2 separate regions of the Mus musculus genome follow, and region 1 is linked to region 2. Evidence: chromatin contacts called from public HiChIP or PLAC-seq data. All regions are on one chromosome and are shown on one strand. Each heading gives the region's core, a stretch centred on a gene start, on an enhancer-like site or on the middle of the called end of the contact. The rest is flanking DNA. Distances are from core to core; before and after follow the strand shown. Region 1 has its middle 23 kb from the start of Gm38926. Region 2 holds the start of Kras (Kirsten rat sarcoma viral oncogene homolog).

The links. HiChIP or PLAC-seq counts read pairs in DNA pulled down with a chosen protein or histone mark.
Region 1: an H3K4me3 HiChIP or PLAC-seq map of intestinal villus epithelium shows a contact between it and region 2, with 7 read pairs. The contact joins the enhancer-like site here to the promoter of Kras in region 2. A contact is called at or near these places in 5 of 39 promoter capture datasets (the 3T3-L1 cell line, embryonic stem cells, hippocampal neurons and 2 more), 40 of 484 Hi-C or Micro-C datasets (3T3-L1-derived adipocytes, the AML12 cell line, B cells and 27 more), 27 of 115 datasets of contacts at active chromatin or transcription factors (the HPC-7 cell line, PVALB interneurons, the SCID.adh cell line and 20 more) and 4 of 9 other capture datasets (adipose tissue, liver, macrophages and 1 more).

Annotation. Positions count from the first base shown.
Region 1 is chr6:145,322,060-145,327,803 of GRCm38.p6, forward strand. No RefSeq gene overlaps it. Among named protein-coding and RNA genes, the nearest start is that of Gm38926, 23 kb to the right of the region's middle. Within about 2 kb of position 4,327, at least 23 of the 459 cell types and tissues checked have an H3K27ac peak or open chromatin away from gene starts, as enhancers often do. A contact at or near this core is called in cortical neurons, hippocampal neurons and intestinal villus epithelium, where this site is marked.
Region 2 is chr6:145,247,088-145,252,871 of GRCm38.p6, forward strand. It overlaps Kras (Kirsten rat sarcoma viral oncogene homolog), which reads right to left and starts at 3,144. Exons shown (of 5, transcript NM_021284.6): 1 at 2,962-3,144. Gm15706 (predicted gene 15706) reads left to right here and starts at 3,442. Exons shown (of 2, transcript NR_045598.2): 1 at 3,442-3,702; 2 at 4,125-4,762.

The sequences.
Region 1 (5,744 bases), core at 3,077-5,576, 76 kb after region 2:
GTTGGGCGTGTGTTCTTTCTCACATCTTTACTTATCTGCTTGAAGAAGAAACCGTCTGAGGAAATAATCACGGTGGGTCTGAGTTTAGCTGTCTCCCTAAAGAGGAAAGAGAGAGGGGGAGAGAAAGGAGGGGGAGGGAGGGAGGGAGATAGAGAGAGAGAGAGAGAGAGAGAGAGAGAGAGAGAGAGAGAGAGAGAGAGAGAGAGAGAGAGAGAGAGAGACTCATTTGGAAGCACGAGGAGCCTTAGGTTCAATCCTTAAAATCACATAAACCAGCATGGGGGTGCACATCTCTAACCCTTGTGTTCCAGGGGTGGAGGCAGGAGATCGTAAGTTGGAGGTCATCTTTGGCTGCATAGTGAGTCTGAGGCCAACCTGGGTTACACAAGATCCTGTTTCAAAAGAATGAACCCCAAGGAGCCGTGTTGTCCCTTCGAGCAGAAGACATAGTAAGAATGCCTCTGAGACAGAGCAAGAGTCTCCCCAGATAGACAGGGTTGGAGAGCACAGGCCGCCGTGGAGGGAGCGAGAGCCTGGGCTGAGAGGGTCCCTCAGGAGGAGTTTGTTGCATTCTGGGAGGTTTAGATCGCTGCCCTCCACTACTGTGGTTCTGTGGGACAGCACAGCTTCTTAGAGTGCTGACCACGGGGAAGGTTTGGGAAGATTTCATGGGTGAGGCCACAGGGGCATCTTCAGAACCAGGTGCTGCCTGCAGCCCGCTTCCAGTAACTCAGCGCCAGCAGCCAAGTCATCACCAGCCGCCAAAAGCGACACATTTCCACTGTTGCCACTGGTCTCGTGTTCTCCCTACCTACATGCGCTATGCCCTTTAGAAAGCCTGTGCCTTCACAGCGTCTCTCCACCCTTGTCCAAAGGAGGCAGCCTTTTGTAGAACCCCTCTCCCTCAATAAATCTCCTTCCTGAGGTCTGCTGCAGGGTGTGACTTTGTGTCAATCCTTGGCCTGCCCTCAGATTGGTGGGGGAAAATTAAAAGACCTAACACTTTCTTCTTTCTCCCCCTCTTTCCTGGTTTTCTTTTTCTTTTCCCTTTTCTTTTCTTCTCTCTCCCTCTCTTTCCTTTCTTTCTTTTCTTTCTTCCTCTTCCTCTTCCTCTTCCTCTTCCTCTTCCTCTTCCTCTTCCTCTTCCTCTTCCTCTTCCTCTTCCTCTTCCTCTTCTTCTTCTTCTTCTTCTTCTTCTTCTTCTTTTTTGAGACAAATATCACTGTGTATCTCACAGTGTTAGTTTGGCTTCAAACTAAAAATTCCACACCAGGCAACACATCTTTATCCAAAAACTCCCCTGTACATGTTGCAGAAAGTAAATTTTTTTTTTATTTTGTACGATTGTATGCATAGCCCCCTTCCCCAGGAACTATCTTCTCACTCCATCCCTCTTCCACCTTTGGGGTGATATTTGTTGGAAGAAGCCTAGCCACCAAGAACCTACCAATCATCCCTTCTTCACCTTCCCTGTCTGCTTGAAGAGATCTGGCAGCTCCTAGGAGACCCAACTCTGGGTACGCTCTATGGGAGTCTGCGGAGGAGGAGTCTTGCTGAACTGGGAAGGCCCACCCTGAGTAGGGTGGCGCTACCCCATGGGCAGGGTCTCCAGACTGAATGACGAAGAGAGAGTAGCTGCTTCCCAACCTCCCGCGGTCTGTGATTCTGCCCACACGCCTTTCCTATCATGAGGTACTGTACCCCTTCAAACCTTGAGCCAAAATGAACTCTGTCCCACTGAAGCTGCTGAATAGAGACTATTTACCACCTTTGTTTCAAAGCCACAGGACTGACAACCCACACAGGGACTGGGGTTATAAAATATAAGGCTCGCCTCCTGTTGCTGACTGGAGCACCAGTTGCTAATCCTGCTCCTAGAGCCCAGAGCCCAGAGCCCAGAGCCCAGAGCCCAGAGTTGGGCACATGCTCACAAGTCCTACAGCTGGTACATGCAAACTAAACTCAAACAAGAGGGCTAAGATGTGCCATCTTATTACACATCTGTTTGGGCTCCAAGAACACTACCCCCTTCCCCCAATCAGTGGGAGCAGGCCTATGTTGCTAATTGGACATTGCTTTCTCTAGTTGACCTGAGTTTATCTTACACTTTGTATCCACCTAATTAGAGAAAGCAGTCAAGAACAACAGTTTGGTAGAAACTTGAAGTTTCTTTCTGAGAAACCTGCAAATCATTCTATAAACCAGACATTTCCAGAATTGTAACTGCTTTTGTGTGTTGCTTGAACATTCCTTCCCTAGGCAGAGTTAGACAGTAGCTACCCTCTCCTCACAGTGTTGCAATGACAATCAAAGGTTCATGAGGGGGTGGGGAGGTGGGGGATGGCTTGGGGTGGAGGGAAGACCAATGATTTTTCATAGGCTTCAAAGATTGGGTGTGTGGATGAGCCCAGGGCAGCCCCATTGGGAGGTCTTCACCCAGCATGGTAATGGCTTCCCCTTAGACTCACACGTTGGAGGTCCTCATCAAACGAACTGCCCTAGCTCATACACTTTGGCACTTCCAAGGACCATGTGCAATTAAGGCTGATTACGAACAAGCAGCAGGGAGGGGCAGCTGCAATCTCAGGTGTGGCGCCAATGACCCTCCCCCACCCGTCCTTCTAGGGGAATGTCGACTGCCAACAAACTGCAGGTAGAGAGCCTGCTTCCTGCTAGCAGGCAGGCACAGCTGTGTTTCCCTTGGAGGACCAAGAGCTCTATGGCAGTATTTGAATAAAGAAAAAAAGAATTAGTGGGTGAAGGGCAAGCACTACGTGTAAAACATAGTAAGAACCCAGCAATGAAGTCACAAGTCACTTGTGATGTTTATTAAATGTATATTCTGGGTCCCACTAGCAAACTTTGCAGCAGATCAGTTTTGAGAAATTCTCTTCTGGACCCTGAGAAACAATATATTATAAACATCCTGAGTACACACACTTATAGTTTACTTATTTTTAAAATTTCCCAGTTTTGAGACTGTCTTGTTTTTATATTCAAAACTACATATCTATTTTCAACAAAAAGAAAGGATTCAAGTTGCTGCCCAAGATGACTAAAAACAGCTACTTCGTATATTTGAGGTTCTAATTGACATGTCGGTGTGAGCTAGGGCCCATGAGGAAGCCTTTTCTTAGGCACAGGACTTAGGAGAACAAGCTAGCGACTGCAGCCAGACCCACAGGGAATGGCACAGCCTGTGACAAGTGCCTTCACCTCCCTGGCTCTCTTTAGGCACATTCAACAACCTCGGCTCAAGGTCTGTGAGCTGAAAGAATCCAGTGCTGGAGTAGAAATGTGGTCTCAGGGTACTTCAAATCTAGTCCTCTCAAGATAAACTCCATACCGCAGGGAGAGGGAAGGTTTCAGGGACTTCTAGGAGAAGGACTTTGTTAACACCACGATAACCTGGTGTTCTGACTAAAGTGAGAGGTGTCACCTTTGACCAGCACCTAAGAGAGCTCTGAGCTTCTCAGGACAACTCACCCACCTTAGCGGAGATGGGGCTGCTCTCCACCGGAAAGCATCTAAACCCTGTAGCTTTGTTAGCCAACCAGTGTGAGCAAACCAGGGAGTCTGCACTAGGTCTCTGCTGTTGACTGTCTCCTCCTCCAGAGATTTAACTCAGGTTACCCCAGTTAAGTAGCCAGCACATTTATTTGCTGAGCTTTCTTCCCGGCTCCCAAGGCTGACTCTTTTTAAAGTGGAGATGAGTTTCCAGAGAGCAACAATGATGCAAAGATGCCCGCATAAGCCCACAGTCACAACCTGTTAGTGTTAGTGTTATTTTAAGATTCGAACCTGTAGTAACTAAAGTGTCAGTTGCTTGCTTGAGTTCTCAGAGAACGCCTCCTCCTGCTTTCTCAAAGCTAATGGGCACGGCTAAGCAGGGGCATGGGAAAGGTTGAGATGGCATTTGGGGGTCTGAGTGAGGCTCCAGGGAGGTGAAGCTCTGCTGTTCTTGACCAGAGGACCTCAGACAACTCAGGGACCGACAACCAGCATGTGGGGTTTAGGGCATCTGAACCTTGACCTTTCCTTTCTACTTGGGGGAGGGAGGCATGGCTACTATAACTGCCAGAATGTCTCCCAGAATATTCTACTGATTATTAATTTCCCCAGCATCTATCTTCAAATCCCTCAGCTTTCTCTTTAAACCATATGCTCATTCAGGAGAGGCTCTCTCCTGACAGAATTACAGAAATACAATTAAACAAACATCAAACCGAATTTCTGCCTGCACCGGCGCCTCGCCCACTTCTCTTACGTAACCCACACAGGCAAGCAGATGGTTCATTGTGATGAAATATGCATATATGTGTCTAAACACAAGTTTAGTTATGCATGTATTCAAATGAAGGTTAGGAAAGGGAGGTCTAAGAGAGTTACATAGTATAGGTCAAAGGGCAGCCAGGCCATAGGTAGAATAGGGTTCAAGTGTGTGGCTTGTCCTTCCCCACAATACCCCCTACAACACACGCAGGCAAATCTCTCGTGCTTGTTGTATGGGAGACCTTGCCTACTTGCCCTAGTGGCAGAAGTCACTCAAACGTAGGAACGAGGCAGCTGGTTTGCTACCTACCCCCAGGGACTGATGCAACCTTCTTCATCACCATCTTCACCACTGCTTTGTCTGACAAGTCCGGCTTGACCGACAGTTCTACGTGAAGGGTTTCCTCAAGAGCTTTGCCTCTGTAGTGTTTTCTATTTGGTTACACCCTTCTCAAGGCAGATGGAGCCAGTCCACATCGTTGTTTAAAGCCTCTGGTCTGCATTTTCACTTAAGTTCCGGGGAAGCACTTGCAGGGACAATCCGTGCAGTGTCCCAGGGGGCAAGGGGAGTTGGTCCCCTGAGAACACAGCCATGCTCTGTACCCCACAGAGGATCTGGAACAAACAAGTATTCAAGGTGCTAAATAATATACCCCTTAAAACCCAACAGCCCTTCTGCAGGTCAGGCTCAGCTTATGGAAAAGATCCCTTCTTTGTCACAGTACAGAGAAACTGATTTTAAACTGCCACCATGGCTGTGCTTATAAGCTCATGTAGCTCCCAGCATACCCCAGCCCCACCCCAGGCTGTTTTTCAGGTGAGCAGTATAATTGTCTTGAACGGGTGGGTTCCGACTAGGAGGGAGGTGTAGACACAGTAGTTTTCCAATGTATGTGTGTGTGTGTGGGGGGGGGGCTGTCTCTAGTGCTAGGTAGTTATTTCTAGTTCAGTCAGCCAGACTGCCACCCCTTGACACTTCCCTGATAACTGAATGTGACTCCTCTTCATGTTACTGGAGGCAGGAAGCCCTGATCCAAGACAACATGAGAAGGTGTTTTGTATTAATAGCAGTCAAACTGCATGCTTTCCAGGGTTTGATGCTGAAACTTGGTTATTACTTCAGGGGAAACCACTTAATATCAACCAAAATATATCTGTACATTTTTATAACACTCAATATAACATAATGCTAATATAATAGTATACAGTAATGTGTTTGATTTTAATCTCCTTACCATTAGTACCTATTTGTTATAAAGTATATGAACAAATTCAGATAGATGCCATCTTGTAATGACATCTTGGTCGACCAAAGCCAGAGTCAGCTGCTCGCTCACTATTTTGGAGGCTGGAAAGTTAAACAGGGTCTCATGGATCCCAGGCTGACTTCAGGCTCACTATGTAGCCAAGGCTAGCCTTGAACTCTGATCATCCTGTGTCTACCTGCTGAGTACTGAGGTTGCAAGTGTGCA
Region 2 (5,784 bases), core at 1,894-4,393:
CTCTCAAAGGAATGTATCATGACTTCACTCAGTACAAATATTCTGCATAGTACGCTATACCCTGTGGACACACCCGCATGAGCTTGTCGACAGCTATCCCAACACCTACCCTTGCGGTATTCTTTGTTGACTGGATATTAAAAGTTAGAAGTTAGGTAGCCTAAGAACATCTGTGTTGGAGCCAACAACTGCAGAGAACTGTTTTAAAGCCATCAGAGCAGTTCTGCAATAAAGGGCAACAAAATAGGAAGCCGAAGCTGGTGTCAAAACTGCACTGTGCTGGGGAAAGACATATTTAGGCAATGAAGCAAATAAAGATAATATTTGATGGCATTTTAATCTATAAACTATCTGTGGGAAATGGGTTTAAATATTTGGTATAGGATCAGATCAATTTTAACATATAATCCTTTGAGTACTAAAAACAGTACCTCTGTACAAGGAAATAAAATTGAATGAAATTCAGAGATAAAGACTATTTTTGGCAAGAAAAAAAATGTAAAGAACATAAAAGAGTTTCTCAGTAACCTCTGTGACTTCTGCCTTGCTTATAATACACTGCACTCCCAACAGGTGCACTAAGTGCTGGCACTGTATACAGTTAACAGCCCTGAATACAACACTGTTGTTTCCTAGTCTGCTTTTCCAAACATTTTTGAAATAAAATTAATATATACACTTTATCTCCTTTCCCTTGTAGAACATATATTATTGCAGATAAAGAGACAAATGGATACAAAAGAACTGCACTAAAGTCACAATTTTGTTATAGAATAGATAGTTCCAGGTCAATGTAAGTATATACAGTGTAAACAAACACAAAATACAGTCTACTTATTGACCACCAAGAACTGTTCACACAGGCACCAAGAGGGGAAAATGCAGTTTGTTTTTCCAACACACTGTCTTCCTTACCCTGTGCCTGAAGCCCTCAGTAACAGGACCACAAGGGCAGAAAACCATTGTTATCAGACCTTCATCCAACTCCTGCCCTACTTTGCCCCACCTATCCTTTCTGGCTGCTTGTCTGGGGCCATCCTGTGAGCCACTACTAACCTAACTTACCTGTTTGCCTTCAAGTTTTGTAACAAATGTAGACCATGGCAAATGGGATAGATGAAAAGAAATCACATGGAAATGCGACCTTTGCCTCTCCCTCCCGCAAACAGTGTGGCTAGCGTACAGGAGCAATTTTGGGTCCCTAAAACTTTGTGTGGTAGGGAACAGGATTAGGAGGTTAGAACCGTTTTTACAGCAATTGTTTTTTAGCCTTCTTACTATTACAAGGACAGTTGGTTCTCTAGGCCCTGTAATCACAACAAAGAGAATGCAGATGCAGATATGAGATGTAGATATGAAAGAATACTGTTATGTCCTATGAAGCACAATTAAACAGATTGTTAATGTGTAAAACAAAGCTACTCTAATTCTTTGTTCTAGAAAATTTATTATTTTTTCATTAAAAAATGAATTCATGTTACCAACAGGCACTTTATTCCTAGTTCTAAATAAACTGAAAAAATGTGTTACTTCTAATATAGTAAATATTGGCATGTTCCCCCCCTTCAAGGATTTCTGAGACCCTCAATAATTTGTTTATAGGTGCAAAGGGGTCCCACAGACTAAAATGTTGGCTAATTTAGGGTATACTGTGGACAGATATTGAATCATTTACACCGTAGCTTTTGCTGAATAAAATTTATTGTCGGGTTTTTAAAACTTAGTAATATTTAATTAAGTCCACTAGAAAAAAAAGAAGTCTTACTCAAGAAAAACCTTAAGCCTGAAAGGTTCCCCCACCCACCCACCCCCACCCCCAGTTACAAAAGGTAATAAAGGGGCTCAATTCCAACCAAAGTGGAAAAATTAAATTACTATCCGCCATCTCTTAAAACCAAGGATGCTTGTGAATAGCTACAGTTTCAAATTAAATATATGGATACCTAGCGTATCTGATGTCTATTGTCTATCACATGAGGGGTCAGCAATCAGGCCCTCGGTGGAAGAGTGACACTGGTCATTTGGTGGCAATTTCGAAGTGATTATTATGAGCAGACTTGTTCAACATTTCCTCTCAGATGATTCCTCTACGACAAACACAGCATGCCATTCTGCTTTTAAGTCCTTGCCTTGATGATCACCTTGCTTTAACGGGGCTGGCTCAGGACTTGAGCTACTACATGGGCCTAGGGGGATTTCAGAGGTCGGCCCGAATGCTACAATCAACTCTGGAGTCTGGAAGGGGCAAGGGACAAACCGCAGGACTGAGGGGAGAGGGCAGCAGGCGATTCAAACTTGACGCTGTGAGCCGAGCTGCCTGCGCTCCACTCGGGGAGAGTCCCCTGCCTCGGCTCTCGCCCTTCGTTCCCCCTGTGTTTTCACGACACAAAGCCACTCAGACTTGCCGCATTAACTTTTCTGCTTCCGTGCGGGTCGCTCGCGGGCTTTCCGCGCAGGGCGTGGGCCACCTGTTCTGCCAGCACCATCCCTACCTCCACCTCCTCCTTTGTGGCCGCGGCAATGTCACAGCCCTTACAGGCGTGGGGGAGGGGAGCGGTCGCGAACTCCGCGGCGGACGCCTTTCCCCTCCGAGAACCACGACGCCCTCCGGCCACCGGGTCCGAGCACCTCCCGCCGCGACCTCCCCCGGGGCCCCGCAGCCCGGCCAGGGGAAGCGGCGTCCCCGCACAGCCCGCGCGCCCGACAAGTTGAGCCGGGCGCGGGGCGCCAGGCGCGGATGCCGGGTGCAGCAGAGGCCGGGCGCGGAGGCCGGGCGAGCGCGGAGGGCCCGCCGCGGCCGGGAGGAGGAAGGAAAGCCGCCCCGTCCGGGAAACGGCGGCCGCCCGACCTCGGCGCCCCGCGCCCGCCGCCCCGAGCCGGCTTCATTCAGCGCCGCGGCCCCGCCCGGCCGCGCCGAGCTCCGCACCGGGCAGCGGCCCAGGAGCGCCGCCCGCGCCCTACCTCTCTCCGCGCCGCGGAGCCGCCGCGCCTCAGGCTCCCGCCGCCGCCTTCAGGCCCGCGCCGCGCTCGCTCCGGGTCCGAAATGGCGCGGGAGCGGGACTCCGGGCCGAGCCGCCGCCGCCTTCCCCTGCCGTCTCAGCCGCCGCCACAGCGCTGCCGCCTCAGCCGCCGCGGCCGCCGCCTGCCGAATCGAGCCCGGAGTGCGCGATGGGCCCGGCAGGCGGGCGGGCGGCCGCAGAGCAGGCCGATCGATGCGCTCGGTGCTCCGCGCTGCCTCGGCCGCGCGCGCGGGAGGGAGGGAAGGAGGGAGGGAGGGAGCGGCCGCAGCGCTGGGAGCCCAGGAGAGCGAGGGCGGGAAGCGGCGGCCAGGACGGGCCCGGGCGGGGGCGCGCGAGGGTGGTGCCGAGAGGGCGTCGGCCAACGCGGACCCCGACCCGGGGCTGGCGCTCCCGATAGCCCCGCCTCGCCGCTCGTTCGCACGCGGCCGCCCGCCCCGCTGCTGCTCCTCCGGGCGCGCGCGGCGCCGCCGGGGGCGGACCCCAGCCGCTGGCCTCGCGGTCCCTTGGCCGGACTGTCCGAAGCCTGCAGGCTCCCAACCCGGACCTCCTCTTTTTGTTTTGAGACAGGGTCTCTCTGTGTAGACCAGGCTGGCCTTCTGCCCGGATACCACATGGAGAGCCGCTTTGTAGGAAGTGCCCTCGCTCCACAGGACAGATCCGAGGAGACTTCTCAGGACGCCAGGTAGAAGACATTCATTCATCAGTTACCACCGCAGAGTTAAACAGGGAGGCAAATAAGCGTGCGTTCCTCTAGACCGCACTGATGCCCCTTCTAAAAAATGCCATCAGTTGAGGCCTGGAGAGCCAGGGCCCCCGCCCAAAAGACTGCCCATCCACCCACCCACCGACCGCCGTCTGTCCTCACAGCCCCATCACCAGCCACGCGTGAAACTGTTACACTAGCTCTCTGAAGTGATGTCACTCTTCTTGCACCCTACCTCTCCCTCCCAGCACCAGGTGGGAGGCCCGGGAAACAGGAGGAAGACAGGGAAAGAAAGAACGTGCCTACTCTGTGTCAAGTTAACTGCTAAATGTTTTTGCACATAGCGTATTTAATTATCACAACGCCCCCGCGAGTTAAACATCATCTCGACTATTTTACAGATGAAGGAAGAAATTTACGGAAAGGAAGAAATGGCGGCCACATTCACACTGTTAAGCTGAAGGAAAGATACTAACTCAGTATCTCAGTCTGCCTTGAGCTCCCGCGTGGCTCACAGTTCAAGAACATAAAGGCAAAATTCTAAAATTCTATGCTGCCTTTGACCACTTGCTACCTTACCTTACCTTCGTGTTTCACCTTGACTCCTGGCTGCTCCGAGAATGGGGAGGTTGGCCTTTTCCTCTGAGACTGTCCTCAAAAACTGTCTCCTAACTACCAATGCCCAGAGCTTCCTATATCATAGGCTTTAAGCCTTGTTTAAATGTCTCATTTCTTAAGTGAGAGCTTCCATAAAGAGCGTCTTTGGGACTGCAGTCTCCCCTCAGTCCCCGAACACTACTCCTAGTTTTCTCCAGGACACTCACCACCATTTAATGCTTTAGTATTTCATTTTAATTCTCTTTGGTTTTTGTTTGTTTTGAGAGGGTCTCTATGGAAGAGTAAGCTGGCCTCAATCAAACTCATAGAACTCCTCCTGCTTCTGCCTCCTGACTGCTGGGATGAAAGGCTTATCACACTATGCCTGGCTCTCTTGATTTTCTTAACTCTTCTCTTTTCCCCCAATAAAGAATAAACTCTGTGAGAGTGAGGATTCTGACTTGTTTTGTTGACTGCTAAAATTCTAGTGCCTGTAACAGTCCTCTTTTACAAGTAAGACATTCAGGGAAGACATGAAGTGCTGAATAAACAATCCAGGCACCCTCTTTATGAACCCTGAGACTAAATCCTTACTTAGAGTTCTTTAAACCCATCAGTGTCTGCCTTCATCATCTTATGCAACCGGCTTTTACACTCACCAAGGTCACCTTCTGATGAGCCACATGCTAGGTGACGAGAAAACTGTCTGCTGAATAATGAGCTCTTTGAATTTGTTAAATTAATTTCTGCTTATTTGAACATTGTTTTGTACCAAACCACAGATTATTCTGTGTTAATTTAAGTCCACGATAAGCATCTCTCTCTCTCTCTCTCTCAGCTGCTAGTTCAGTGTCCTCTGCAATTGGTGCTCTGCTAACCATAAAGGGACTGCAGTGCTCTGTAGAGCACTTCGATGCTGATTATAAAAATTCTGGCAGCAGCAGAAATCTAATCCATCCACAGGGTCTCAGTTACCATCTTGGCTCGTGGTTCCCAAAATGAGTTACTGTTCTAGTTTCTTCCTGTGACTTCAAGAAAATCCTCTGACCAAAAGCAGCTTAGGGGGAAAGGAGTTCATTTGGCTTATACGTCAAGGTCACAGACCATCACTGAAGGATGTCAAAGCTGCAACTCAGGCAGGAACTTGAAGCAGAAACCATGGAGGAACACTGCTTGCTGGCTCACTCCCAGGCTAGTACTTAGCTAGGTAGAGCCAAGGACCACCTGCTTAGGAATGATGGTGCCCATGGTGGACTGGATCCTTCTTTGTCAATTAACAATCAGGGAAATTCTCACAACCACAGACATGTCCACTTCCAGTCTGATCTGGGTAATCCTTCAGAGTAGGCTTGCCTCTCAGACAACTCTAGGCTGTTCCAAATTGACAATTAAAGCTAAGTAGGACAGTTCCTTCTGTTGGTCCTATGAACCCTGCTTTCCAGCCTCACCTCAAAGAGGATGTCT